Regions from separate parts of the Gossypium hirsutum genome. Here region 1 is linked to region 2. The links are chromatin contacts, called in public Hi-C maps. All regions are on one chromosome and are shown on one strand. The core of a region is the stretch at or near the end of the contact, and the rest is flanking DNA. Distances in the headings are between cores, read along the strand shown. Region 1 holds the start of LOC107924086 (formin-like protein 2). Region 2 holds the start of LOC107896765 (T-complex protein 1 subunit alpha).

Region 1 (4,886 bases), core at 885-3,384, 210 kb after region 2:
GATATTTTGGACAGGTATGTATTTAACCCTCGGGTTGAGTATTGATACAACCACGATAAGGTAATAAGATGATGAAAAATGATTAAAAATGTGATATGTGTTTTAGTGATACATGCTAATGTTGATTGGTATGACTGTTTGTTATGTTACTTATTATTTGCATATGAACTTACTAAGCATTTATGCTTACTCCCTCCTTCTTACTCATTGTAGTTTTGGACAAGCCAGCTCAGGGGTCGGGATAGGTCGAAGGCTCAGTCACACTATCCGGAAGACTTTTGGTAATGGCTTGTAAATTTAAGTATGGCATGTATAGCAATATACCTTTTTTGTGTAAATGATCTTATGGTATGGTGATGGAATGGTTGAGGAAATGCTTGATAATGATAAATTATGAAAATAGTTAGTTTAGATTATATTTGATGTTAAGGAAAATTATTAAGATACTTAGTGCATAAAAACTCATAAAAGGGATGAAATTTGCCATAAACAGAATACTGCAGCAACACTGACGGGAATTTAAAAATTTACTAAAAATCATAGAAATTGAACTTGGTGATGGACTACATATCAAATTGAAGCTTATTATGTCTAGTTTCACATGAAACAAATGAAACAGGTAAAGGAATTATATGTTACAAGATATTTGAATTTTAGTGAAACAGGGTCATAGCAGTTTCTGAATCCCCTGTTCCAACTTTAGAAATTCACCATAAATTTTAAAGATATAATTAGGTAGTGTATTTTATATTCTCAGAATCCTTATTGAGTCTAGTTTTAGGAGAAACAAACCTCATAGTCATATGAATTTTTTACAGATAGAAAAGTGGTTCGTAGTAAACAGAGGTCAGACCAGTCAAGTCCTGAAACAGGGGTAACTTTAACTAATAAACTGTACTAATTGGCCCAACCAAAAATTTTATAAAAAAATTAGTAGATAGGTATATGAGTCTAGATTCAGGGAAAATTTACGGATCTTGATTTCGAGTTTCGTAACTCAAGATATGATTTTTCTTGTGACTGTGACGCAAGTAGCTTAAAAGCTGTGAATGTAGAAACAAATAATCCAAAGTTCTAAAAATGTTAAATTAAGCTTAGTAACACCTCATACTCGACTCCCGCGACGGTCTCGGGCGTGGGGGCGTTACACTAGATACTGTAGTGTGAGACAAAAAGTAAGCTAAACGCACTGCACCCCACTGCCTATCCAAACCTATCCTTAAACACCTTCCGGAGAGTGATATCCCTGAGCACAACTACGAGGTCCCCTTCCGCATATTATTGAATTGCGTCTTGGTACCCTGGTAAGCTTCTAACAAAGGCTTGAAATTGCATAATTTAGTGGGAGGCAAAGTCCATTCAACGGGAAACATTAGCATGCAAATTAGTTTAAAAATTCAAAATAATTTTACTTTAATATCAAAATCAATAACTTTTATAGAGAAAAAAATATAGGATAAATGTTAACAAAAAATGATTTAAAGGGTTATTTAAATAATACTAGTATATTTTACCTACGCTTCTCGTTGGGTTGATTATTTATTTATATAAAATTATAGAGTAAAATTTTAAAAATTAATATATACTAAGTAAAATTTCCAGAACTAGATTAGTGGTCAAACTGGTCAGGCCACTGGTTTGTATGGTTTGATTGAATAAATAATTAAAAAGAAAAAGAATATTTTTTAAAAAAATCAATTCAATCGATTCATATCAATTTGCAGGTCAACTAGTCTAATGCGTCTCTTTGAATCGATACCCGTACTGATTCAATCTGGTTAAAAAAATCATAACTTTAAGTCTCTATACTTTGTATATTTGTAATTTAATCTTCCTATTTTTATTTTTACGAATTTAATCCTTTTATTTTTTAAATTTATAAATCTATTTTTAAATTATATATAACTACATGACATTTTAATTAAAAATTAATGATATTAATTATATTATAAAAATATTATAAAAATATAAAGGTAAAAAATTAAAGTGCAAAAAAAAGGGTGTGTTGTTTAATATATAATTATAGATTATAGATATAGTAGTTTAAGTGGTTTATTAGTATAATAGCCAAAATTATAGTAACGCATTTAAAAAGCTCGATAGTTTTTGGTGTTTTTCTTTTTCGTTCAAAGAGAGTCACAGAGAGTCGAACGAAAGAAAAGGCGGAGGATAGAGTTGCAAGAATGAAGAATCTCAAAAAAAAATAAAAATAAAAAATAAAAACAGAAATGATGGGGAAATCCCAATAATGGGAAATCGCTGTCTGTCAGAGATTTTTAACCTCTTGCGTTGTGTTATCTTCTTCAAATACATTTCTTGACTTTGTCTACTTCCCTCTTAAGTTTCCCATGTCTGCCTCCTGCTTCACAATCTTCTTTCTCTCTATATTCACTCTTATTATCATTGACTGTTTTACATTGAAAAGGTTGGATTTTTGTTCAAAATGCTGTTAATCTGCAAACAAATTTAGCTTTTCTCTTCTTTTGTTTCAATCTGATCATCTCAATTTTTTATTCAAAAATCAAGAATGCCGATAACCACCGTGACCCACCTCCTCCTTCTCCTCTTCCTCTCCGCCACCACAACCGCCACTTGCTTCACTTGCCACCGCCGTCTGCTCCACCAGCCTTTCTTCCCTTATACTTCCTCCCCACCCATCTATCCTCCTAGCTCTACCGTATTCCCCGAGCCGCAACCGGCGCCTTATCACAGCCAGCAACAACCACCCAAATATCCTTTCTCCACCACTCCCCCTTCCACTCCTCAAAAGCCTTTCTTTCCTTCATTTCCTTCTCCTCCGCCACCCTCCGTGGTACTAACTTTTCCCGCCAACATATCCTCCCTGCTCGTACCTGACTCTCCCTCACCCTCGTCCCACCGCCGGCACATCGTCCTCATCTCCCTCTCCTCCGCCCTCCTTGCGGCCGCTGTCATCCTCGCTATCGTCGCCCTCACCCTCTTCTTCCGCCATCGTAACCACCACCACAACAACACTTCCAACTCCGACGATAAAGCTTCCCTTTCAGACTCAATGCGCTTATTCCCTCCCAACATTCCTCCCTCGGATGCCTCCCAAAAGCCACCAGCTCCACCTCCAGCACAACAACCGCCCCGCTATGTCTCAACCAACCGCAGCTCCGAGTTTCTTTTCTTAGGAACACTTGTAAACTCTACAGTCGACCCACAAAAAGTTATCCTCTCTAGCAATGGAGGTAGCAAGTTGGGAGGTCCATCTTCTCCGTATCAAAAGCTTGGCTCTCCAGAACTGAATCCATTGCCACCATTGCCAAAAGTCCAAACTTTCCAAAGTGGAGAACAGTTTCTCCAAAATGAACAAATGGGTAGTTTTGAGAACGATGTTGAAGATGAAGAAGATGAGTTTTTTTCGCCAGGAGGGTCTCCTGGTAGAAGAGAGAGTCCACCTCCATCAGTAAGAATAGAATCAAGTTCAAGAAGGGAATTTCATGGTGAGAATTTTGGCAGCCGAAGCTTCAACTCAAGAACAGCTTCTTACCCTTTATCTACCTGTCGTTCACTTTCAAATTCATTCTTGAACTCAAGCCCTTCGAGTCAGAGATCCAAGTCTCCAGATACTGTTGTTCCCATTTATACTGTGAGAGTAAAAACCCCATCTTCAACTCCTCCTTCATCCTCGTCGTGTTCAGATAGGGATTCACCGGATAGAGGCTCAAGTCTTTCGGGGCAGAACAAGGAATCTCCATCGATGGTTGTGCTTAAAAAGATACCGCCGCCACCTCCTCCGCTTCCTCCGTCGCGTTTTTGGGAGGTTCCTGTGGCAGTGAACTCTGTTTCGGAGACTAATTCTAGGGGGCCTCCGGTACTTGTTGCTCCTTCTAGGCCAATGGTGGGAAATGGGCAGTCGGAGAACAATGAAGGCTTAGGGAGGAGCGAAGAGACCTTAAAACCCAAACTCAAGCCTTTACATTGGGATAAAGTTAGAGCGAGTTCGGATCGGGCCATGGTGTGGGATCAGATAAAAGCAAGTTCTTTTCAGTGAGATACCCACTTCCCTCTTTTACTTAATTAGTTTGGTGCTGTGAGCCATGTTGTCGTAATAATATTATCTAGTTTGCTTATAGTTTATTCTTCTTTTGGCATTGAATTACTTTTATGTCTATGTAATGTCTATTTATTGCTTTTTCAATGGTTTTTTTTGAAGTTGTAGAATGCTATAATGATGCTTGCAGATTGAATGAGGAAATGATTGAGACACTGTTTATGGTGAATAATTCAAATTTGGCCACTAAAGATAATGCCCGCAAGCCGATTCTGGCTGCCGTGAATCAGGAAAATCGCGTGCTTGATCCAAAGAAATCGCAGAACATTGCCATTTTATTGAGGGCACTAAATGTGACCATTGATGAAGTCTGTGAAGCACTTATGGAAGGTAATCCTTTCATTTTCATAGAAAATACAATTGATCTGTAAAAGATAGATCAATAAAGGAGAAATATTATTTTTTCCTTGACAAGAAATTAAGATGCTCTCTAGAGTCTAGAGACATGTTCCAGTGCATAAGAACTCTGGTCTCGAAATGATTTAGTTGCACTGTAACCATAAAATATTGAGTTCGGCATTCAAACCAAGCGCTCATAAATAAAAACTGAGACTAACTGCAGTAATTCATGATTTAAATGAATAGTCTTTCCCAACTTAGGAGGTCTCGACTCTCGTCAAAACTGCACCTCGTGTAGCATAGGTTTCTATGGTGTCACCCACTTGCTGTCTGTTGTCCACTTCACTATACATTTTGATGTGGTTGAGGTGGCAATCCGCGGAGAAAATATGGTGCAATTCATGCAGTTCATAATTGCTGAAAATCTTGCTATTTATAGATCAGAACTCTATATACTTTATTGCCTTTC
Region 2 (5,361 bases), core at 948-3,447:
GCTCCCTAGGATCGGTGACCAAGACTTGGACTCCTAACTGCATTTTTGTCTTCTGCAGATTAAAATCAAGACAAGCAATCTTGGCAGGGGAAACTCTTAAGGGCATTCCTTGTGCAGCACGGCCAGTGTTCAACGCATACCCATTCAGCAGGTAGCTATCTCTGGCACTTTTTCCATGTGCTTTTAAAACATTAATTCCCTGAAATAAGAAAAAGGAATTAATGACATAAAACAACTAAATGAAGGTCCAATTAAAGACAATGTACAATCTCTCACAGCATGAGCTCAAACAAGGACCTTTAATATGAAATATTTTAAAATACCTACCTTGATTGGGTATCTGACTTCTCCTCGTGCATTGGTCATCTTTACTGCCAAAACTGCTTCTACAACCTGTATATAACAAAATCAATATACGAGCTAAACAGACAACCTTACCCAGGTTTGATCCCTTGCATCTCATAAAAGATAGGAACGAAAACATTTGATGACTACAACAAGGAAATAAGATATAGTAAAAATTGAAAATATAGAATCATTACTGCTGAAACCAGAAAACCTTGCTGTGGGAAGGGGAATGAAAGTTACAGATATATGTTTGAAATGTTTATGAAAAAGAATTAAGTAGGTCAGGAAAAAGAAAGGGTAAATATATTGATTAAACCAGTTGCCAGATTGCGGAGAGTTGAAAAATCTAATTACTTAACTGAGGCAATAATCATACCAAATTAGCGAAGAAGTCACTGTCACCAGCTATGAGCTTTGAGGACATACTCGTCTTGGCACAGTTTACTAGAGAATCTTTCCCAAGCTTCTCAACCTAGTAAAGAAAAACATAGGATGAATAAAAGGAACCAAAGCTATATAACATTGCAATAATAAATATCTACTGAATAAAATTCAATCAATTTTTAAAAACTTCATACTTTACAATATATAAGGTCATATTCAATCACTTTTCAAACGGTGCTCAATAAGATGCTTACTTTCACGGCCAACTTTTCTTCTACATATTTGCATGCTTCCCTCATTGCTAGCTGCACAAACAAAAGAATCCAAAAACATGTTCAGATTCTACCACATGGATATATTCTAAACCAAAAAAACGTGACTCTGCTAGACAGATAAAGTTACTCACTCTGAAGCCGCTAATTATAGATGTTGGGTGAATTTTATTCCTAACCAGATCGTTTGCTCTCTGTAAAATTGCAAGAAAATCACATATCACCAAATAAGTAAGATTCTTAAAAAGAAAACTCAGTCTAAAATGAATGTTCTATGCATGGATCAAATCCTGTAGAGGAACAGATGCAATTACCTTGAGAAATTCTGCCGCCACAATAACAACAGAGGTTGTTCCATCACCAACTTCCCGATCTTGAAGCTCAGCCAACTCTACAAGTACCTGCCAAAGGAGATTTCAAATATATTACAGCAGGTGATGTCACTTGCCAACAGTAAAAGTCTTATCAGTAACATGCAAAATGCAGCTATTTGTCGACCTTGGCAGCTGGATGCTCTACTTCCAACATCTTCAGGATCGTAGCACCATCATTAGTAATCGTTACATCACCAATGTCATCAACAAGCATCTGAAATAATCAAACAATAAAACATTAAAGCAAATGCAACATCACTAGCACGACCTCGCAACTAAAATTAAAACTATAACTACTTCATTTCTAACAATAATTGTTCTAAAAACAGCAAACGAATACAAAACTAAAGCGAAAGCAAGCGCGATTTCATTCGGCATTTAAATAGAAACTAGCGGAGATACCTTGTCGAGTCCAACCGGGCCGAGTGAGGATTTAACAATGTTGGCAACTGCTTGACACGCCATCACTGTCGAAAAGCCCCCCAAATGAAAAACGAAAAGAAAATAAACATTTGTAAATAAATGACGCACGAAAGAGGAAATATACGGGAGTGAGTGAGTGAGAGAAGGTACCGTTTTGAGTGCGAACATCCTGACCAGATTGACGCTCGCCGAGAATATCTGGAGCTTGTGCTGCAATCGCCATTTAAGGTAAGAAAAAAGAGCGATCGAAATGCGAAAAAAGAATTGGCGGCGAAACCCTAGATCGGGATCTGAGGGGAGAAGGTGAAGTAGGGGAAGAAAGGGATTTGCAGAAAGACTTCAAAGAAGTGGGAAGAGTGAGTCGAGAATGTTCAAATCGTTAGGGTTCTACACTTTCTACTACAATGTTTTGATATTGTTAAATGTTGTTAAACGGCGTCGTGTGTTAACGACCCAATATAATTACCTAAGCTCTCATTTTTCAAGGCCCAATCTCCAAAGAATTAGCCTTAGAGAAAGCCCGTAGCTCGAAATTCTTTTCCTTACCTAAAGCCCCCTTCTAAGTTCAAATTTTACTTTCTTGCAGGAACAACTTAATTTTTTTTAATTTTTGAGATAATAGAATGAAGTTATTTAATTTATTTGATTTTTTTAATTAATTAAAATAAGTAATATTTTTTTAATTAATTTGAGTAAATATTTTAAACTCGAAAAATTGAATAATCTTAAAAGTAAATTAGTGTAAATATCAAAATGAGTAAATTAATTATTCTCGGAAAAATTATCAAAATTTAAAATAGTTTATAGAAATCAAAAAATATATTAAAAATTTAAATTTTATAACAAATAATAATAATAATAATAATATTCTGAAAATTTTTAAATTGCTAAAATATGTTTTTTTTTTCAAAATAGTAAATTATCAAATCATATATATACACTACAGTAATACAGGTTGCCAAAAAAAATTTAATACTAATAATAAATATTGATGTTCACATTCACATTATAATTTTTAAACTTCCATCATTTTCGTTAAGAAAACAATCTAAAAGCATCATTCAAACAAGTCTCTGAATGAAAAAGGACATATACTTTGAATGAATTGTCTATGCCCTATGGCTTAAGTTAGGATTAGGAAAGTGTTGTCTGATAATAATAATAATATAACTGTAGAAAAATACCTATTAATAAAAAAGCAACTTTTAACAACAAATTTCTAGGAGATTTGGGACATTTCTAAAACCTAAAAACAGTATCAAAAGCACTAGCAAAACAGAGGTTCAACGTAATAGAGCAAGTAAAGGAGAAGCTAAGGGTGAGTTTGAATAGGTGGTGGGTTTATATGTGATTAGTGTAAAAACAGCGATAACGGTGAAATTAGATATTATAGCAATATTGTAGCGTGAGACAAAAAGTAAATTAAATACACTATATTGCCGCCCCAAACCCACACGGGAATAGTGCAGTGCTCATATTTCTTCCCATGGTGAAAACATGGATGATATATAATTGGAATTCTTATATTGGTTCCGGAAGAAAACAAAAGAACTTGATGCGATATGGAAGGTAAGCTAATTCTGCAATAGAGTATTTTCTTAAGGAGAATGATGAAAGCTTGGTAAATGCCAATAATGGCGCCTGTGAAAACCTTCCTAGACTTTCTATCGGAAGTTGTAGGTGGAATGGGGTCAGACAGAGATGACACTGGAGAAGGGGAAAATGGGTTCCATGGCGATAGTGGAGCTATACAAAGACCAAGGTTTCTGACAAATGAAGATTCACTTTCGTCAACATGGTAAACTCATTACGTGGATTGTTGACTATGCAATCCATTAGAAAAAAAAAACAAATTTTTTAACGCACCGATTATTTTGCATAATTATTTTATTTAAAGTAATAAAATTAAAAAAAGAAATACCGTAAATTCTGATTTTTAAATATAAAAAGTATATCAATAGTTTGGAGATCATGATTTGTTGATGATGATGTAACAATTCCTGATAAATAAGTATTTTTCTGTGTATTATAATATCAGGGTAAAGTTATTTTTTTAAATAAGTATTATTTTGGTGTAACAATCTCTGATAAATAAGTATTAAGACGGATAAAGTTATATCTAGGATTTTTTTTAATTGGTGTCGATATAAAAATATACACTCTTAAAAGTTATATCTAATAGGTTTTGAAGTCAATGATTTTGCGTTATATTGTTTGTATCATAATGTTAGAATATTTGAACTTGTAATTGATCTTCAGTCATCAACTAAATCATCAAAGTTACCTTAAACATTGAACATAATACCGTTTAATTAGAGCTGATGTCCACTCGAATTAGATGGTATTAAAGATGATGTAGATCATGTATCCATTTAGAATTATGCAAACTAAGATTTATATATTTGTTTTTGAGGAAGGTTTACGGTCAAAGATTTGCCAGATTATGCAAAACTTTTACTCGATAGTCGATATGGAACAATTCAGTTATTCTAATTTTAGGCCTTCATATCATTTATTTCTTCCATGCAAGTGTATTTGTAACATCTTTGAAATTTTGGGGTGCTGCCTTAAGAAAAAAATTTCACCTTGCAGCAAGTTATACAAAATAAATGGAGTCACAACTGCATGAAAAAAAACCTTTGAGATAAATTCATTTGCGTTACTTCTTTGTGAATTGATTAACAAGTATGTGTAACAATGTATGGGTTATAATAAAAATATATATTTTTCAACCAATAACTAAATGGAATAAGTGGAGGTGGACTTCATCTCGGGCGTTTGGAATAAATTCGAATTTTTTAAGACTCTTTTGAATGGGCGATGAAATTAAAAATAATGATATTAAAAGCTTTAAAATAAAATTATTATCATAAATTTTTATTAAAAAGTGTATAAAATATTTTTTTTATTATTCATATAACTATTTTTTTATTTAAATTAATATTTACATTAATGCAAATCTATTGATCATTATCTTATATTTATCAATGATATTTACCATATAAAATTTTAATATTATAATTTATATGTTTATATAAATATTTTAAAAAATTAATTTAATTTTTATATTATTTTTACTAAATGAAAAAATATAAAAAATTCAATTTTAACCTGAAAATAATTTTTATGCCGCATTTATTAGCCAACTATATTTTTCCTCTATGTTTATAAAATATATAAAGTTTCATTAATATTGAGAATTAGATAAGATACAAAGGTTTTTTAAAAAGGCGAATTTATTAGTCTAGTAACAATGATTTCTCTTAACATTGTAATGTTAATGTCACCTTCATTATTAGAAAATTTCGGTTCACCTTGATCAAAATAATTTTTAGAAGTTGACATGTCAAGCATAATTTTCAAATTCTTCTAAATATTTATCACTTGATTCCGCATGCTTCCACATGTAGTTATGCAAAACTATTGTTACATTAACAATTTAAACTTACTTTTCAATTGAATAATTTATAATATCGGTCATTTTTTTGTCCACACTTCAAATGTTTATTTAATCATAAAGCGCAATAATAAATGTGCAAGATTAAAATTTTATTTTTTTA

What was found. Hi-C and Micro-C count contacts between places; a contact is called where the count stands out from the background.
Region 1: a contact with region 2 is called in a Hi-C map of leaf, with 3 times the contacts expected there. The contact joins the promoter of LOC107924086 here to the promoter of LOC107896765 in region 2. A contact is called at or near these places in 8 of 34 Hi-C or Micro-C datasets (anther, callus, leaf and 1 more).

Annotation. Positions count from the first base shown.
Region 1 is chrA10:82,314,402-82,319,287 of Gossypium_hirsutum_v2.1, forward strand. LOC107924086 (formin-like protein 2) reads left to right here and starts at 2,135. Exons shown (of 4, transcript XM_016854363.2): 1 at 2,135-4,014; 2 at 4,209-4,408. The coding sequence starts at 2,528.
Region 2 is chrA10:82,108,594-82,113,954 of Gossypium_hirsutum_v2.1, forward strand. It overlaps LOC107896765 (T-complex protein 1 subunit alpha), which reads right to left and starts at 2,198. Exons shown (of 17, transcript XM_016822032.2): 1 at 1,952-2,198; 2 at 1,781-1,845; 3 at 1,503-1,592; 4 at 1,319-1,405; 5 at 1,139-1,198; 6 at 987-1,037; 7 at 725-820; 8 at 328-393; 9 at 1-199. The coding sequence starts at 2,024.